2 separate regions of the Ovis aries genome follow, and region 1 is linked to region 2. A link is a contact called in public Hi-C data. All regions are on one chromosome and are shown on one strand. The core of a region is the stretch at or near the end of the contact, and the rest is flanking DNA. Distances in the headings are between cores, read along the strand shown. Region 1 holds the start of TBP (TATA-box binding protein). Region 2 holds the start of C8H6orf120 (chromosome 8 C6orf120 homolog).

Region 1 (5,896 bases), core at 1,930-4,429, 570 kb before region 2:
TACTCTGCACATAAATTAAATAAGCAGGGTGACAACATACAGTCCTGACATACTCCTTTCTCTATTTGGAACCAGTTTGTTGTTCCATGTCCGGTTCTAACTGTTGCTTCTTGGCCTGCATACAGATTTCTCAGGAGGCAGGTAAGATGGTCTGCTATTCTTATCTCTTTCAGAATTTTCCACAGTTTGTTGTGATCCACACAGTCAAAGGCTTTGGCATAGTCAATAAAGTAGAAATAGATGTTTTTCTGGAACTTTCTTGCTTTTTCAATGATCCAGTGGATGTTGGGAATTTGATCTCTGGTTCCTTTGCCTTTTCTAAATCCAGCTTGAACATCTGGAAGTTCTCAGTTCAAGTACTGTTGAAGCCTGGCTTGGAGAATTTTGAGCATTACTTTGCTAGCATGTGAGATGAGTGCAATTGTGCAGTAGTTTGGACACTCTTTGGCATTGCCTTTCTTTGCGATTGGAATGAAAACTGACCTTTTCCAGTCCTGTGGCCACTGCTGAGTTTTCCAAATTTGCTGGCATGTTGAGTGCAGCACTTTCACAGCAGCATATTTTAGGACTTGAAATAGCTCAACTGGAATTCCATCACCTCCACTAGCTTTGTCCGTAGTGACGCTTCCTAAAACCCAGTTGACTTCACATTCCAGGATGCCTGGCTCTAGGTGAGTGATCACACCATTGTGGTTATCTGGGTCATAAAGAGCTTTTTTGTATAGTTCTTATGTGTATTCTTGCCATCTTTTCTTAATATCTTCTGCTTCTGTTAGGTCCATAGCACTTCTGTCCTTTATTATGCCCATCTTTGCATGAAATGTTCCTTTGGTATCTCTAATATCCTATGGTTCATTTAGGCATAATTGCAGGTTGTAATGCTTGTTAGCTTGCTTCCTTTGTGCTTCACATAATCAATGAGGTTGTGTGCTCCTTAAGGATAGGAAAGATTTTACAGAATTTTTGTATCCAAGACAGTACCTGAATAAATACAATACTTCTCTGTCCATAACCATCAAAGAAAACCCTTTCTTTTATGCTTTGTTTACAGTAAAGTATAGGAAAAGTTTTAATTAAAAAAAGTACTTTTCAAAAATCTTTTTCTGCTTCCAGAATTGCATGTATATATCAGGCAGTCCATTCTATATTAGTCAAAGGCTTGCTTGCTTTTTTTAATTAACATTTTTAAATTGTAAAATATGATATTCATATAAAGAAGTATGTAAACATGTATACAGATTAATAGATGGTATTAAATCAAGTAAGGGCAGTACATAAACCAAGAACTTCCGGATGTACAAGCTGGATTTAGAAAAGGCAGAGGTACCAGAAATCAAATTGCCAACATCCATTGGATCATAGAGAAAGCAAGGGAATTCCAGGAAAACATCTACTTCTGCTTCATTGACTTCACTAAAGCCTTTGACTGTGTGGATCACAACAAACAATGGAAAATTCTTAAAGAGATGGGAATACCAGACCAGTTTATCTATCACCTGAGAAACTTGTATGCAGGTCAAGAAGCAACAGAACCAGACATGGAACAATGGACGGGTTCAAAACTGGGAAAGGAGGACATCAAGGCCGTACACTGTCATCCTGCTTATTTAACTTATATGAAGAGTACATCATGCAAAATGTGTGGCTGGATGAACCTCAAGCTGGAATCAAGATTTCCTGGAGAAATATCAACAACCTCATATATGCAGATGATACCACTCTAATGGCAGAAAGCGAAAAGGAACTAAAGAGCCTCTTGATGAGGATGAAAGAGGAGAGTGAAACAGCTGGCTTAAAATTCAACATTCAGAAAATGAAGATCATGGCATCCGGTCCCATCACTTCATGGCAAATAGACGGGGAAACAGTGGAGACAGTGACAGATTTGATCTTGGGCTCCTAAATCACTGCAGCGACTGCAGCCATGAAATTCAAAGACGCTTGCTCCTTGGAAGGAAAGCTATGACCAACCGAGACAGTGTATTAAAAATCAGAGACATCACTTTGCTGGTAATGTCTGTATAGGCAAAGCTGTGATTTTTCCAGAGTTATGTACAGATGTGAGAGTTGGACCATAAAGAAGGCTGAGTGCCAAAGAATTGAACTGTGGTGTTGGAGGGACTCTTGAGAGTCCCTTGGACAGCAAGGAGATCAAACCAGTCAATCTTAAAGGAAATCAACCCTAAACATTAATTGGAAAGACTGAAGCTGAAGCTCCAATACTTTGGCCACTTGATGCAAAGAGCTGATTCATTAGAAAAGACCCTGACGCTAGAAAAGAATGAGGGCAGGAGAAGGAAGCCTGGAGGAGGGGGGCGGGGGGCAACAGAAGATGGGATGGTTGGATGTGATCAACACAATGGACATGGGTTTGAGCAAATTCTGGGAGATAGTGAAGGACAGGGAAACCTATCGGGCTGCAGTTTATGGGGTTGCAAAGAGTTAGACACGACTTAGCGACTGAGCAACAGCAACCAAGGGCTCCTCTGGTGGCTCGTTGGCCAAGAACCTGCCTGCCAGTACAAGAGACACGGGAGATGGGCGTTCGATCCCTGGGGGAGGAAGATCCCTTGGAGGAAATGTCAACCTGCTCCAGTAGTCTTGCCTGTAAATACCCCATGGACAGAGGAGCCTGATGGGCATAGTCCGTGTGGTCGCAGAGTCGGACACGCCTGATCTACTGAGCAGGCAAACATTAAATCAAGTAAAGAAACCCAGTATTGCTAGCACTACAACCTCCAACCCATCCCTAGCCAAGGAGGACCTTTCCCTCTAGCCAAAGTCAGTTAATTTGCTTGCTTTTGCACATCCACATCCCTCAGTTGCTTTATCCATTCTGCAGTTTATGGATATTTAGCTCATTTCCAGTTTGGGGCCATTAAGAACATCTTTATGAACATTCTTTCACGTCTTCTGGCCAGGGTACATACCTCGGCGTGAAACTGCTGGGTCATGATGTGTGTGTATTTTCAACTATGTCAAGTAATGCCAGTCCCTTTCCGAATTTACACTTCAATAGACTCTTCGAGTTTCCGTTGCTCCATAGTTTTTCCAATGTCTTTGTAAGCTCAGACTTTAAAATTTCTATCCATCACGAGTGATTTCGAATATTTGCCTGGAAAAGAAAGCCTGTACCTCACTGCCAGGTCTCTTCGTAGAGCAGGCAATAGCTACCGACTGGAAAGGGAGGGCTCTGGCCTCCAGGAGCAACGACTGGCGCGAGATAGAGCGGCCGGAGGCAGCGCCGCGGAAACCGGAAACGGCACAATTTCCGGTCGAGGCAGCCATCTTGCCGTGAGACAGCAGGAGAGCAGCCGCGGAATGTTGTCCTCCGTTGCCTCGTACTCGGGCGCGGGCCGAGACCTGGCCATGGAACCGCACAGCTCCGTGGGCCCTTTGCAGCTGCGCTTTTCGCCCTACGCTTTCAACGGAGGGTAAAACCCGCAGAGCCGCCGCTTTCTCTTTCTTCCTCCATATCCCTGCTTAAGTCTGTCTGCCCGGCGCTGCCCTTCCAGTCTCAGGCCTCCCTCTCCGAGGTTGCTCGGCTAGCTCTTGTTCTTCAGGGCTTCACCTTATAGGCGGGTCACTGGATCTTGATGTGGATGGCCAGCTTTACGTAGACAGCAGATAGAAATTGACACCTGACCTCCGCTCTGAAGAGCTTTAAAAATGGACCTGTCTGAATGTGCTTCTCTAGCCAGCAGGCACGGGGCAGGTTGAACATCTGAGATTAAAAGTTAGGGTTGATTGGCCATGTGATTAAATATAGCTGTCTAGCGAAAGTGAAGTCGCTCAGTCGTGTCCGACTCTGCGACCCCATGGGCTGTAGCCCACTAGGTTCCTCCGTCCATGGGATTCTCCAGGCAAGAATACTGGAGTGGGTTTCCATTTCCTTCTCCAGGGGAATCTTTCTGACCCAGGGATCGAACCCAGGTCTCCCGATTGCAGGCAGACGCTTTAACCTCTGAGCCATCAGGGAAGCCCTGTCTAGCTAATAGGTCTAATCAAATCACCATTTTGAGTTGTTTTAAATAGCAGGTAGGATTACTTGCACAGACTTAGTTTCATTGATCAGTGTTTAGTTTTAAGGGCTAGCGTAAGTTCAGGGGAAAAATACTCAGAAGGCGGACCTTTGAATGTGTGTATTCTTGCATGTTGTATGTGAGCTTTTCTTTCTTTTTAACTTACCCGCTTTATCTTAATACTTTTCCTTGACAGTGCACTGAAAGAACTAGGGTTGTGGAAAGGCACTCTCTTTAGGACTCTTCACTGCGAAGAGCTGTGTATTTAAGCATCGTTTATAGTTTGCCAGCCAAATTTTGTACTTTGAAACGTACACACCAAATTAATCTGGTAATCTTTAAGGACCATCCAAAGACCAGATTAATTACTCAGGTCTTATGGGTTTGAAATTTTAATGTAGATTTTTGGGGTATTTGCAAAGAAGGTGGAAGTGTGATTTTAGCCTTGTCTCTGACACTAAAGAGCAGTGTAGTGTTTGGTACCTACCTCTCAGCTCCTTGAACCCAGATTTCCTTATCTTCCTTAGCTACTCATAGTTTGAGAGAAGAATCAAAAGAGAAGCACTTTGTAGATTGAAAGCAGGTATCTTTTTAATCCTCATGATGACTGACTGTTAGATGATATATACCTCAATTTTACAAATGAACCTGGGCTCTTAGAAGTTTAATTTTGTTAGTCATAGCGCTGGTGTGAAGTTGAACCCCAGGACTTGAATCCATACCTGTGTTGCTATGAAGTTGATGAATGCTTTTATCATCGCACTTTTAAATATTTCCTGTGACAACTAATGAAGTGGTGGGATCACAAAATGAGTTATTAGACCCATTTCATGAGACAGTTGCAGATTCTGCTTGAGACTATAAGGTATTCAGTGTTTATTACTGTCTAACCTTTGTGATCTAATCACTGCTCCAAAGTTAGTGCTTATGGCTTTCTGACATTGAATTCCCTTATCTTAGTCTGTGTCCTTTTCCTTTAACATCTATTGCTGCCTCTTGGGCAGCCTTTGCTTCTACAAAATAAGACTCGGTCCTGTGTCCTTCTCGTCTGACTGACTGTGGTCAGACTCCAGGTGACTGGCCTGTGCACGTGCCGCTGAGCACTTCAAGGCCACACCATTCGGCTCGCCAGCCTTTGACAGAGGGACTGCTGACAGCGCCAACTTGGCGATTTGTCCAAGGCCGCAGAGCTGCTAGTGGCACGGGCAGGCTTTGGGCAGCTTCAGAGTCCAGGTTCTCGGTGATCATGCTTAGGCCAGGGGGATCATAGCTAACACTTAACTGGAGGACCAGTTGTGTTTCAGGCACTGGTATAAGGCTTAACAATTTAGTCCGTTTAATGCTCGTAACACCTAACTAAAGTAGCGATTGTTGTGATCCCTGATACGTGCTTGAGGACAGCGAGGCCTTGAGAAGTGAAGCAGTTGACTATCTCATATTTTCTAAGCAAGAGAACCAGACTTCGAACCCACACAGTTTGCTTTTAGAGCTCATCCTCTCGGCCTCCACTGAACAGAGCCACAGAGGGGAAAGATTGTTCTTTGTTGGTCCATTTTCCAACAGATGCTTGGGTGTCTCCTGAGTGCAAGACAATTTTATAAGGACTTGGATATAAAGAAATTAAAACCATTAAGCCCCAGGACCCCCCTTGTGGTCCAGTGGTTAAGACTGCCCTTCCAAAGCATGAGACACGGGTTTGATCCCTGGTGGGGAAACAGATTTCACATGCTGTGTGGTGGGATCAAAAAAGAAAAAATAATAAAAACCACATTAAGCCCCTCTTTCTTAAGCTCAGATATCTTGTGTTGTATCACTACCTACACCTCCCCCAGCAGGCAAGGCCATGGCCTTTGGCCATTTTATAGTATCAGTAA
Region 2 (5,250 bases), core at 1,735-4,234:
ATGACACGGAGGGCCTGGAGAGACGTGCCCTCTCCACTCACGAGAAGTGGCCAAAGCTGTGGTCGCGGGCACCTGTTTCTCATCGCTAGAGCAGCTGATTAAGGACAAGTGAGACAGCAGATGGCCTGTAAGTTCTGGAAGTAGAGCTCAGTGTGTGCAGACGAGCTCGTGTTGTTCTACTGAAATAGCTAAGGCAGTAGCAGCGATTTGTTTCAAAGCCTTGATTTTATTTTTATACGTCATTTAGAAATTTAACAAAATGACTTATATGCCTTTATACATATTAAACCAGATTTATGTAAATTGAGGCAACATAACAATTCCAGATAACTTCAGAATGAACACAGAATCAAAGAATAAGTCACAGTAATTGGACTAAAACTTTATACACATAATTGCGTAATTTTAGAACTGATTTGCATAGTTAACACTGTCTGATATTTTATAAAAGATATGCCTAGGTTTCCTGGGAGTCATTGAGATGTAAGCAACTTAAATAATTATTTAGAGTTTTATAGTAATTCAGGTCAAGTATGTCGTATAGTCTATCATAATGCTATCAAATATTTGATACATTTTAAAGTGCTATGTGAGCATTGTAGACCAGGACTTGAGGGGATGCTGAGATGCATAGAAATAAGCCACAGTCAGTTAATAGGTTTTACATAATGACTTGTGCGATTGAATGTTTAAAGTATGGTAGTGTCTGAATTTCAGAAAAGATTGTACCTTTTTCAAGGGGCCTGTCATTATTTAGCTCCTCCAGGACCCCTTCCCTCCCCGTGTGCATTTCACAGGGCGGTTATGACACTGACGACCTTAAGGGAAGTTAGTGCCAGCGCCACCAGAAACCCAGTGAGGAGTATCAGTAGCCTTAGCTAAGGGAGGAGAGCTAAATGGTTTTAAAACTCAGTCCTAAAAAGTTAAGTCTCATCCTGTATTAACTAACAATTTTTCTCCTAGGTCGCTGGATTTGTGACTGTTGTCAGCGAGCACCCCCAACACCCAGGAAAGTGGGCAGAAGGGGGAAAAACAGCAAAGAGGGATAGTTTTCTTGACCCCAATACTGTAATATGCATTTAAATGATGTATTTGGTGCCAATTTATTTACAATGTTCTCATTTTTATGCCAATAAAAGATTTTGAAACTACATGCTTAAAATCTGCAATATTTACTCATAAGCCGCTCTCACCCTGGAAACCAAGCAGAAAAATAGTCCCATCCTGCAAAAAGCCTTGATTTCTCAGTACTTTGGTTCTCTCTGACTTCCCTGGTGGCTCAGATGGCAAAGCGTCTGCCTGCAATGTGGGAGACCCGGTTTCAATCCCTGGGTCTGGAAGATCTCCTGGAGAAGGAAATGGCAACCCACTCCAGTATTCTTGCCTGGAGAATTCCATGGACAGAGGAGCCTGATAGGCTACAGTCCGTGGGGGTCGCAGAGTCGGACATGACTGAGTGACTTCACTCTTTTTGGCTCTCTCCAGAAATTCAGTGGTAACATTATGCAGCTTAATTAGAAATACTTAACTATTATTCCATTAATCTAAAAGTTACTATTATTTTCATGAAATTTTCCTAATCTGTATCCTTTCTGGTGTACCATGGGTAGCAGGGCAGTTATTTAATAACGAAAGAATTTCCATAGGGGCCCAAGACGATAAAATTACAACCTGAGGAGATAAGGCGCAGCTGAGTTGAGAACCATCATTAACCGGTATCGGGACACCACCCGCCTTCCAGGAAATCCTGTTGGCCAGCAGGCGCCGTCTCTACTTCCGGTGTAGACAGGGGGCTTTAGTTCTCGGTCAGGCAAGTGTGGAGAAATGACTACATTTAGACTTGCTTTTAGCAACTCTCTAAAGCCAACACACTAATTCATTTGAGTCTCTCGAGTAAAACCTAAACCACTGCAACCATCTAGTCACCTGACTAATCGAAGTGGGGCTGAAGCGTCTTATTGAGCATATCCCTTTCACAGGAATTTTGATGCTTTATTAAAAGAAAACACGTGCTTGCTGCTGTGCGCACTTTCGGAGTGACTGAGGTAACCAGACAGTATGGCTTTATCCTTTTATCCCCCACCCAGAAAAGGTAACCAGAGTGCCAACCAGGTCAGAGTAGCTCGGTTCACAGCGAAGTGCACTCGGCTTCGCAGACGACGAGTATTATACCCGACAGCATGCTAAGCGAGTCAAAAAAGAATCTCAAGTACCAACTTCAGAATACTAATCAATATCGTCCAAAGCACAGACTCCTCTTCTTGAGACGCGTCTTCCGGGGCATAGGCGTGCCTGCGACTCGCATCAGCGCCGTCCGAATAGGCGGCCTCACCGAACGGATGCGGCTCGAGCGTCGCGTCGTAGTAGACCCTCATCTCGAACGCGCTCTCCAGGTGGGACGGGTGCCCGTAGACGCCGATGCCCACGGGGCGCCGGAAGTGCGCGGGGATGGAGACGGCGTCGGCGCCGCACGTGGCCGACTGCAGCTCGTACTCGTCGAAGCTGGGGTGCAGCGTGCTGTCGGACACGTACAGGTCCGCGTCGCCCCGCAGGCTGCGCATCCTGAGGACGATCCTCCCCTCGTGGTTGAGCCTCAGGTAGCTGTAGTTCCCGGCTCCCACCTGACCCTGCACGACGTGCAGGAGCACCCAGCCCTCGGGCACCTCCTCCTCGTCCGAGGCCTGCGCCGAGGAGACGGCCTGCGCCGCCAGCAGCAGCAGAAGCGCGCCCGTCCACGGGGCGGCCATGGCGGGGGCGCCGCGCGGAGGCCGTGCTCATTCGCGAGCGCCCTGCAGACAGACCACGCGGGGCGCTGAGCGCGTCCCGGCCGCCCGGGGGGCGCGCGGGGGCGCGCGGGGCGGAGGCGGGGGGCGCGCCGCGGTCGCACGGGGCGGGCGGCGGGGCGGCTCTCCGCCCGGGACTCACCTCTCCCCGCGGGCGCCGCGCCGGGAGCTTCCGGGCCGGGCGTCCGCGCCCGAGGAGCCGGAAGGGAGGCGCGCGCGGAAGTGAGGCGTTCGGAGGAGGACGGCGCCCGGAAGTTGGCGGCGCCCGGAAGTTGACCGGCGCCCGGAAGTGAGGCAGGCCCGAAGGGGGCAGTGCGTTGTTTCCGGGTTATCGCGAGAACGGCGAAGGGGCGCGGACACGGGCTCGTCACCATGACGACAGGGGCGGGGCGCTGGCCCTAAACTGACCGGTGCTCGGCTGGATTGCGAGTACACCCGGCCGCCTGGCTGACTCAGGGGTAGGTCCCGGGGCAAGTGCGCCTTGTTCTCTCTTAAAGCCTGTTACTTCGTGAACTACTCCTAGGAGAAGCTTTAAAACGCAGTTGTGTTCGTATTCAAAATTTATTTTGTAAACTTGGGATATGGTGGTAATGGGTGCCTACTGGCCACTGGAACATACTTTCCCAAGAAAGAGTATGTTCATTTTAGCATCATGCTTTTGTGTTGACCCCGGTCCCCGTGTTTCATTTCAGAACGTGCTGAATCACTTTTGTGGAAACTGCTGCTGCTGCTGCTGCTAAGTCGCATCAGTCGTGTCCGACTCTGTGCGACCCCATAGTCGGCAGCCCAACAGGCTCCTCTTTCCCTGGGATTCTCCAGGCAAGAACACTGGAGTGGGTTGCCATTGCCTTCTCCAGTGCATGAAAGTGAAAAGTGAAAGTGGAGTCACTCAGTCGTCTCCAACTCTTAGCGACCCCATGGCCTGTAGCCCACCAGGCTCCTCCGTCCATGGGATTCTCCAGGCAAGAGTACTGGAGTGGGTTGCCATTGCCTTCTCCTTTGTGGAAACTGGTGCAGTGTAAATATTAAAAACAGGCAATGACTCTTGTGCCCCTTTTTGTAGAACCTGAACTCTGTCAGGTAGCCACACGCTGTGGGTTAGTCTTGTTCCTGAGGAGACCATCATGTGTTGGGTTAAAAAATGTGTCTGTTGCCGCTTTGAAGTGTTACATCTGTGTCACCTATAGGCATGTAAAAGAGGCTTGAGCGACTTAAGACGGATTATCTGAGGGGAATGGTGTTGATTTGCGTGAAGTTAGGCGCGCTTCATCCAGGTACAGAGTCTGGTTTGGGGTGATGACGGAGGTAGCACTAGGGCCCTCCACACCTCCTCCTGCAAGAAGTATCCTGTGACATCCCGCTGAACCTGGGCCATTTCCAACTTGAGCATTCTCCTGTCAAGAAAGCATATCAGGCAGGAATACAAGGGAGTGTATAAAGACACGTAGAGACACATCAAGAAGTGACTTTAAACCTTCACATCATTACAGTTATTGGTGGTCAGTGATTTGTGCTTCCTAACACGTCATGGTATGGACTGAAAAAGGCGCACAGCCTAAAAGTTGAGATTATGTTTTATCCTGAGGACTTCAAGCCTGGAACACAGCACCTCAGATGGCTCTGAGAGACTGCTTTGAAGAGGCAATGGGGGAGCCAGGATATATATAGGAGATTTTGTAACAAAGACCAGGAAGTCAGAACATCAAAACATTACTGTCAGTTAAATCCAGGGCTTTCGAAGAGTTGGACACAACTGGGCGATTGATTAACAACGACAGAGAGAACTAGATATCTCCATTTAAGGGATCTAGCACTTTTCTCGGAGAAGGCGATGGCCCCCCACTCCAGTACTCTTGCCCGGGAAATCTCATGGACGGAGGAGCCTGCTAGGCTGCAGTCCATGGGGTCGCTAGGAGTCAGACATGACTGAGTGACTTCACTTTCACTTTTCACTTTCATGCATTGGAGAAGGCAATGGCAGCCCACTCCAGTGTTCTTGCCTGGAGAATCCCAGGGACGGGGGAGCCGGGTGGGCTGCCGTCTGTGGGGTCGCACAGAGTCGGACACGACTGAAGCCACTCAGCAGCAGCGGCCCTTTCCTGCGTATGAGAAGGTGCAAGAATCTGGGCTCACTGAAACCACTCCTTCAGTGTGCGCCTCCCTGTCCCAGACTGGTGACCTGTGCTTTCTCCTTCTGAGCCTCCTCAGGGTGGCCCGTTGGGAGGTCGTGATGTGATGGCTTGGTGGTGACAGAGTCCTTAGTTTACTGACACGGCCGCAGCATTTTCTGTCAGCGCTTCTCTTTCATTTCATTTTGCGGCATAAAAGCACAAAATTTGTGTTTTAAGAACCAATGGTTTGTAAAATCAGGCTTCTCTCAGCTGGGACAATAGAAAGAAGATATCTTTTTTTTTTTTTTTTTAATTAAAGCAGCTAAATATAACCCTTCAAAGTTTTTACTAACTTA

Evidence for each region. A called contact is a pair of places that touch in the nucleus more often than the background predicts.
Region 1: a contact with region 2 is called in a Hi-C map of hypothalamus, with 2.4 times the contacts expected there. The contact joins the promoter of TBP here to the promoter of C8H6orf120 in region 2. A contact is called at or near these places in 2 of 16 Hi-C or Micro-C datasets (hypothalamus and liver).

What each region holds. Positions count from the first base shown.
Region 1 is chr8:91,732,110-91,738,005 of ARS-UI_Ramb_v3.0, reverse strand. TBP (TATA-box binding protein) reads right to left here and starts at 3,179. Exons shown (of 8, transcript XM_042253770.1): 1 at 2,931-3,179. It overlaps PSMB1 (proteasome 20S subunit beta 1), which reads left to right and starts at 3,287. Exons shown (of 6, transcript XM_004011458.5): 1 at 3,287-3,434. The coding sequence starts at 3,322.
Region 2 is chr8:91,162,389-91,167,638 of ARS-UI_Ramb_v3.0, reverse strand. C8H6orf120 (chromosome 8 C6orf120 homolog) reads right to left here and starts at 2,984. Exons shown (of 2, transcript XM_012183354.5): 1 at 2,926-2,984; 2 at 207-2,789. The coding sequence starts at 2,747. The coding sequence ends at 2,193. WDR27 (WD repeat domain 27) reads left to right here and starts at 3,184. Exons shown (of 26, transcript XM_060419336.1): 1 at 3,184-3,241. PHF10 (PHD finger protein 10) reads left to right here. Exons shown (of 12, transcript XM_060419347.1): 12 at 964-1,151. The coding sequence ends at 1,049.